2 separate regions of the Bicyclus anynana genome follow, and region 1 is linked to region 2. Evidence: chromatin contacts called from public Hi-C data. All regions are on one chromosome and are shown on one strand. Each heading gives the region's core, a stretch centred on a gene start, on an enhancer-like site or on the middle of the called end of the contact. The rest is flanking DNA. Distances are from core to core; before and after follow the strand shown.

Evidence for each region. Hi-C and Micro-C count contacts between places; a contact is called where the count stands out from the background.
Region 1: a Hi-C map of whole larva shows a contact between it and region 2, with 4 times the contacts expected there. The contact joins the promoter of LOC112049067 here to the enhancer-like site in region 2. A contact is called at or near these places in 2 of 2 Hi-C or Micro-C datasets (whole body and whole larva).

Annotation. Positions count from the first base shown.
Region 1 is chr11:11,245,274-11,248,911 of ilBicAnyn1.1, forward strand. LOC112049067 (cytohesin-1) reads right to left here and starts at 1,625. Exons shown (of 9, transcript XM_052884345.1): 1 at 1,459-1,625; 2 at 1,281-1,354. The coding sequence starts at 1,537. It overlaps LOC112049061 (ubiquitin carboxyl-terminal hydrolase nonstop), which reads left to right and starts at 3,457. Exons shown (of 9, transcript XM_024086814.2): 1 at 3,457-3,527.
Region 2 is chr11:11,201,846-11,205,673 of ilBicAnyn1.1, forward strand. The region is part of intron 2 of LOC112049067 (cytohesin-1); the gene reads right to left. LOC128198508 reads right to left here. Exons shown (of 2, transcript XM_052884341.1): 2 at 1-3,828. Among protein-coding and RNA genes, the nearest start is that of LOC128198508, 17 kb to the right of the region's middle. Within about 2 kb of position 2,301, at least 1 of the 8 cell types and tissues checked has open chromatin away from gene starts, as enhancers often do.

The DNA.
Region 1 (3,638 bases), core at 375-2,874, 43 kb after region 2:
ATCTTTTGCAATTGCCCAGCTCTAATACATAAACACAACCTCCACTTAGGGCATTACACAGTACACAAGCTTGTTGACCTTTAACTATCCATTTTTAACACCAGACACAAAAACAAGGGGTGTTATAAGTTACACATCACCCTAACCCCACCTACCCACATTGGAGCAGTGTGGTGGGTCTACGCTCCATAACATCTCTCATATAAGACATGAACCTGTTTGTCTAATTCTGTATTGTTGTAGCATTTGAACAGCTGAACTGATTTTCATTTAGTTGCTTTACATTATGTTCTGCTGGTGGGCAAAGTCTCAACAGATTATCAGGATAATTTTTGCGGAAATCTCTTATTTAAGTTTATTGAGTTTTGATCATAATCTGTATGCCTAGCTTGCAACCAAACATATTTATAGTGAAGATGTGAAAATAGATAAAAAGTCAACCAATGGCAGCAGAGTAGTCCCATTCCATCTCTTTCAACCCAATGCAATGAAAGATATATATTTTTGGTTGTACTGCTATTGGTTGACTTTTGTCCATTTCTCTTAACTTATTATTGTTATCTACACGAAATATGTTGTTGTATGTTAGGTGTATAAATGTATGTTAGGTGCGTAAACATACGACTATTTAGAGCTCTTAGTTGGCCAAAGTACTCAGCAACATGCAGGGCGTCCTGCCCTAAGTTAATTTGCTGAGATCTTGTAAATCATAAAATCTGCTATTCGGCTCCCCTATTAAGAAAAACATCAAATGTATTTTAATATAATATTGTGGCATTTAATACACATTCACAGCTTTTGCAGTTGGTGAGTTCTACTGATATAATTTCATACAGACAGAGTTGGACTCAATCAGAGTTATTATAATGCAGACACGGTAATTTAATTAAATCATTAAAGATTGCTGGATGCAGGCAGCTCCGGAGAGAAAATTGTGTTGAGATTATTATATTCACTGGTTAAATATCAAGTAAAAAGTTCATATGCTTTCATGTACTGGTATCCTAAGTCGAATAACAACCCAGCCTCGAAACTGTCCCAAACTTATCACCTACAAGGTATTTACGCACCTAACAGTGTCTTAGTATCGTATACAGCTAATAAAATGAATAATTAATAACAAACTTAGCTAATTCATTACTCATCGAATCGAACGGATGGCTATTGCTAACGTTAGCATATCTTTTGAGTGACACACCTCTGATTTGCTGCTTGAAACTTCAAACTTGTTCTTGGCTTCACTCGAAAATCTCAAACTTACGTGTTTACGTTATACTAACCTGTATTTCTAGCAGTAGCTCTGTTTTCCTGCGTCGTATATCAATAAGAGTCTTTTGCTGCTCCGGTGTCAGCTCTGAAAACAACAGCACCGTGATAATACGGCCAAACACACTCCTTTGGCAACAGATTCATTGAGGTCAACAATGCCTTATTATAAACAAGAATTACTTAATTTACCCGTATGTGTGAATGGATCTCCATGATTACTCGCTGCATTATTTCCTCCAAGAGACAAATTTTCAAATTCACTTATCATTTCTTATAATTAATAAAAACTACATAAACAAAAGTTTACATCGTTAAAATTGACTATCGGCCATATTTATTTACTAAACTCAACTCAACTCAGTGTTACCAACTCTCGAAAATATTTATCCCTAAAGTTTGTTTCAAAAACCCCTAAAATCGCCTTAATTATTGAGTCGTCCCCCTAAAAATATAAATTCATAATAATTTAGAAATAATATGCTGTAATGTTTCAAAAGTCTATATTTAATACAGACCAAATATTACGTCTTTATCTGAAAATTCAGATTTTTTGAAATCATAGGTACATGTTGACAGTGAATAAATTTAACATTTTTTTTTATTCGATGAAAATTGCCGCCAGTTGCCTCAGAGTGGTTGTAGAATAACGTATTATATATCGTTATAAGTCGCTAGGTCAAGAAAGAAATATTAAAATTATCATCAATTTAAGAATATTAAAGAGTCAAAAAATCCCTGAAAATACCCCTAAAAATTTCAGACCCCTAAAAAAATCCCATTTCACTTATTTGCCCCCTAAATCTGGGGGTAAAACCCCTAAGTTGGGAACCCTGACTCAACTCAACTCTCAAACCCAATACCAAAAGTCAAGTTTGTTCCGTAATCCATTGTCTATGGCGGTCTTCTCTATCAAGCATACATAGAGGAATTAGATATGGATATAAATCGCCTCAAATTCTGTAACAAAATGGAGAATGTTACTAGGTATGCAACAGTATTAATTAGTTTATTTTTACATAAAACTCTTTACAGCAAACAGTAGTTCTATTTTAAAATTTATTCCGGCCATTAGATGGGAAGTACTTTTGTAAGAGTTTTTCTCTCAATACGGAGGGAAGCAGCATTTTCCACCCAATAATCAGATCAAAACAAGACCTACTTTCCGAATATGAGACACAAAAATTCACTTGAAACTTTGTTACATTAGAGCTTTTGTACATACAGACACACTAATTTTTGTTACATTTAAAAATGCCAAATAGTTGATGCAATGATTTTACATGCATTCAAACTTCAAATAAATATTGTATCCCGCTAACAGTCGCGATATTGTACGTGACGTCATCGTAAGACCTATTATTTTGCTCGGCTCGAAGATTTCGTACTTCTGTCTTACCTACTGGCAAACTAATGGTTAGAATTGAAAAAAATATTTTTGTATTGAAAATCCCATTTATAGAGGCAGGCTAAAAGCTATATAACATCACGACCAATAGGAGCCAAGCACCGATCAAAAATGTAGCGAAAACGGGGAAAAAATGTTTGGTCGTCGAGTCTGTACAGAAACTGTTTTTATAAACGCGTTAGATCACAGATCATTCTTGATCTTTGACAGAAGATATCTAATCTAGTGAGTCAGGTCCTTTTGTAATTGTTCTTAGCATATCTATGCCATCAACGGTCTATGATTTGTTAAAGTTCCTTAGAACAACTTTTACTTCTTACTTCTACCTTATGTATTCTATGCTTCTACTAAACTTTGACTATTTAGTTTTATTATTGGTCTCAAGCTCGAAACATTTAAAAATTGTCTATAAAGCTATTTCTTTTAAATTTCCCACTATAAAACGCATTAGACCAAAGTAAAGGTACCAGCGCTAATGGCGCCATCTGCAATTAGCTTCTACCGGCTAACCCTAGAAATTAAAACTCAGAGGAATTCTAGGTTTAAAATCACCAAATGTCATGTGTTTCCGTGCCCAAATGGGGGGTGCCATTATCTATGTATCTAAGGGGGTGCCCTTTTGATTTTAATACTCTTCTATTTATTCGTCCGTCCGTGATAGTTATTTAGACAGTTTGACAGTTGAAATTTTCACAGATGATGTATTTCTGAATAAATCCTTAATCTGAAATCTGTCAAATCAAATGTCAATGTCTCAAATATGTCAAATCTGTCATTATTAATCGGCGATCACAGCGTATAGTCGCGTCGTAGTGGTAGCAGCTGAGTCGCAACGTTTTGAGTGAGGGACGAGGTGAGAATGCCCGTCTCGTCTTTGTACTAAATTAATTTGCTGCGTTTTGATTTGTATGTGATAATATAACTCAACAATTCAACATGAGAAAGCGTATTACTAGTGGTTTGC
Region 2 (3,828 bases), core at 1,051-3,550:
TAAAACATTTAGAAAGTAAATGTCTAAATGTAAAAGAAAGTATTAAGACTTCCATCGCCATTTTCAAATTTGAAGTTATTTTCTCTTTGTCGACATTAGAGATTATCATTAAAATTTTTTTAACCGTACATACACACCCAGTAAATGATGATCATTCACCGGGTATAAAAGGTGAATTCTCGGGAAATCCTCTACGGTACACTAAACACATCCCAGCAACAAACTTGTATAAATATACAAACCCTCCGTTTCGACGTAACGGATCATAAATCTATATTAAGAGCAATCATGCAATGACAACGTCCAAGCATAGGACTATTTGCGAATTGATCTTCGAATTGGATCGTTTGTGCATTTATTGGTTAACAGCATTAGAGGTTGTTATTTAATTCAGGTCATGTTTTAGTACAATAAAAATAGCATCACCATCACTTATACTTTCTATAACTACTTCTCCTGGAACCTGGAAGTTGAGATGGAATGAGAAAATCTAAAATTGATACCAAATAACAGTTTTTATCAACTCTTAATGACGATGGCGATGACCAACTGATTTAAAACCAAATCACAGCCTAAAGTGGTCAAGTTTGCGAATCCTTCAAGACTTTCCCCTATTAATTCACTTTCCCTACTTTTGTAATAGTATAACGCCGGATGTGTGTGGGGTTGTCTTGTGATTTCAAAATCGATAATAGCTGACTGGAAACCATAATTTGCAACTGAACTGAACTTCTCTTTTTACTTCTAGTATAGCTTTATTATTTTGTCTAAAGCCTGTAAGTGTTTCATGCAACATGAAATTTAATTATGGTCCAAAATTTTATAAAATCTGTTTTTCATTCGTTCATTCAGGTTTCCAATATTCTTTATCTAAAGTAATTTCAGAAACATTAATAAGGTTAATGATATCGACCCTCTACACAAAATAACTTCATGTAAGATATTTTATTAACCTTTCCCGTGTAATACCCGGGGCTTGCTGTACATTAATCATGTAGATCTAAACACGAAAAAAAAACTATATTTAACCCAACTAAACTAACTATTTTTAGTTATTTTCTTAGGTCGAATTACAGAGACTCGTGTTTATAATATGAAGGTGTTTTGATGTAAAGATAACGATCTATTCTTACATACATCGTGGTTGAAAGAAACAGATTTACTTGGCAAATCTAATATAAAGTTCACCACTTTTTTCAATACCTGGGTCATTTGAATGTAAGCTTAATATTCTCAATGGTAATATTTATACCAAGATCTCAATGGTAATATTTATACTAAGATCTCAATGGTAATATTTATACCAAGATCTCTACGGTAATATTTGTATCAATTTGGAAAACAGACGAAACTCCTGACTAGAAGATATTAAGTCGTTAATTGATGCACCGCCTCTATTCGATATTATAACAAGCGGTATTCACGTGTACAAACATAACGCGGTCTGTGAGCACCAAGACGGATGTATACGTCTGCATAACATTAATACGGCGTCCTGGAAATAATGCCACTTTTTCCTTTACGATCGTAATAAAAATCTCATTATTATTTTCACGTATCAATTACGGACGAACGTGTTGCGTTATATCATTATCTTCATCCTATGCTAAAACGACTAAACCAAACAAAGTGGTAGAAGACGTAGTTCAAACAGCTCCAAATGCATATTGAGCTAAATTAAAAACAGTCAATGTGATAATAATTACTGTAGGTTTTCGTAAAAACGGATTATTTCTTGGTGACGGTTTTTCGGTTGGAGAAAGTCGTTGTATTTCAAATTAGCTGTCACTGAGTGACGTAGACGTTTTGTCATCACATACGTTCCGTATAGCCCTTCATTTAAACTCAGGTACATAATTGAACTTTATGAGTAACAAATTAATAATATTAATACGCATCGTTGACAATCACAATTATTCTAAATATTCTGAAACTTGTTCCCTATTCAATTTTAGCAACTATAAATTCCACTAATAACAATCACAAATTTGGTGGCGTGCGAATCAAGTCAGTCGGTGATTTGATTTAACAGTTGATTCAACATGTGTCACGTGGCTTAATATTAGGTGACATTAAATTAGCCGTGACGAAATTTTAAAGGGCTGCCGTGCCGCAAGATACTTAACACTTTCTTAAGTAAAACGAAGTTGTAGTAGTTCAGTTAAAGTACTCAGTTAAGTAAAAACGAAACACTGAAGAAGATTACCAATTTAAATTGGTGTACTTTTAACACGCCCAAAACTTTTTCTACGGTGATCGTCTACCTGCGACAAGTGGTCTGCATCTTCGACGGACAAAAAATGTAACAAAAACTTGACAAAGGCTAGTCTTACAGTAAAAACGAGCGTAGTTCACTTGTTATTGATAAGAATATAAGCTATGCAAACGTTGACTACTTGCAAAGATAAAAAGATAGTTTACGTAATCACACTGTTATTGTCAGTACAGTACATACAAACTTAGATTCATCGATATTATTGTTTACAAAAACTGTGTCAATTTATGAACGTATCAAATATCAGTAAATATAGTGATCGACCTAAACACAGCGAGTAGTACAAGCTGCTTTCTTCTCAAATAAAATTTGTAAATATAAAAACATTACGTGGTCGATGTGGTGTTAGTTTAAAGCCTCCGTTTTCGGGTATTTGTAAGCGGATCATAATAATTAATCTCGTCAAAATTATCATTAGGGTCGTGTTCCTCCTTTCATGTGCAGGATTCGATACAGCAATTCTTCTTAGATTCGAAACTAAAATTTTAATTCTGATCTTACAGTCTTTAGTTTGTCCTACTGATATTTGCAAATGGTCCAACGGTATTCTGCCCAACTGCCAAATCTTATTTTGGCCGACCATTTCTAGATGAACTATGATATTTACCAACAAATTCAAGACTTCCCAAATGTTTATCGATATGCATGGTCCAGAACAAAAGTAATAGAAATAAAACTTTTCATATCAAAAGAAATATAGCTAAGAAATTAGAGTATACCTTAATAGTTTATATTTAACAGAACGGATTACTCAATAGTTAGGCGAAAGTGATATCAATACAGCATATTATTATCTTCCATTCTTTGTTGATCATTCATATTCTTTGATGCAAATGTATTAAAAGTGTCTAACATTGAGGCCAAGAACAAGCACAATCGTTATGCAAGTTTGCACAGTGAAAGGAGATAAGCAAAAATTTCAAGTTTTAAAATCTCAAGCCTCTGAAATAACGGACAATGCATCTGAAATACGAGACAATGAAGCAAGTTGAATATACGATAATGAACTTTCTGTTGCAATCTAATCTACGGAAATTGCATCAATTTGGCAACAATACGGAGTTGGAAACAAAAACAGCGAAATTAACATCAAGCGATTGTTAAAATTATGCAATACACAAATATTAGTATATCATTATAAAAAATATCTTTAATATCATTATAGTAAATGTAAATAGTAAATGTGGGAGGATAAAAAAGTGATTCAATAAAACTCTGCATAGTATTCAAATAACAATTGGCATAAAATCTTTAGATTTAATGAACATTAAGATAAAATAAATTGATAAATAGACAGATGTCGCGTTAAAAAAAAATTAAGCTGGAGCAATGTTCAAACATGATGCGAGTTGTAAGAGTTCCTTATCCGATACGAAACCGTATAATTTCGGCAATTTACATTCAAGTCATTATAATTCAATGTAGAATTGGATACTTTAAAGTAACAGAGCTTTTAAAGTAAAATAAAAAAAGAAGAAAATAATATTCTCGCAGGAATACGGGGATAAAATATAGCCTTCCTCGATAAATGGGCTATCTAACACTGAGAGAAA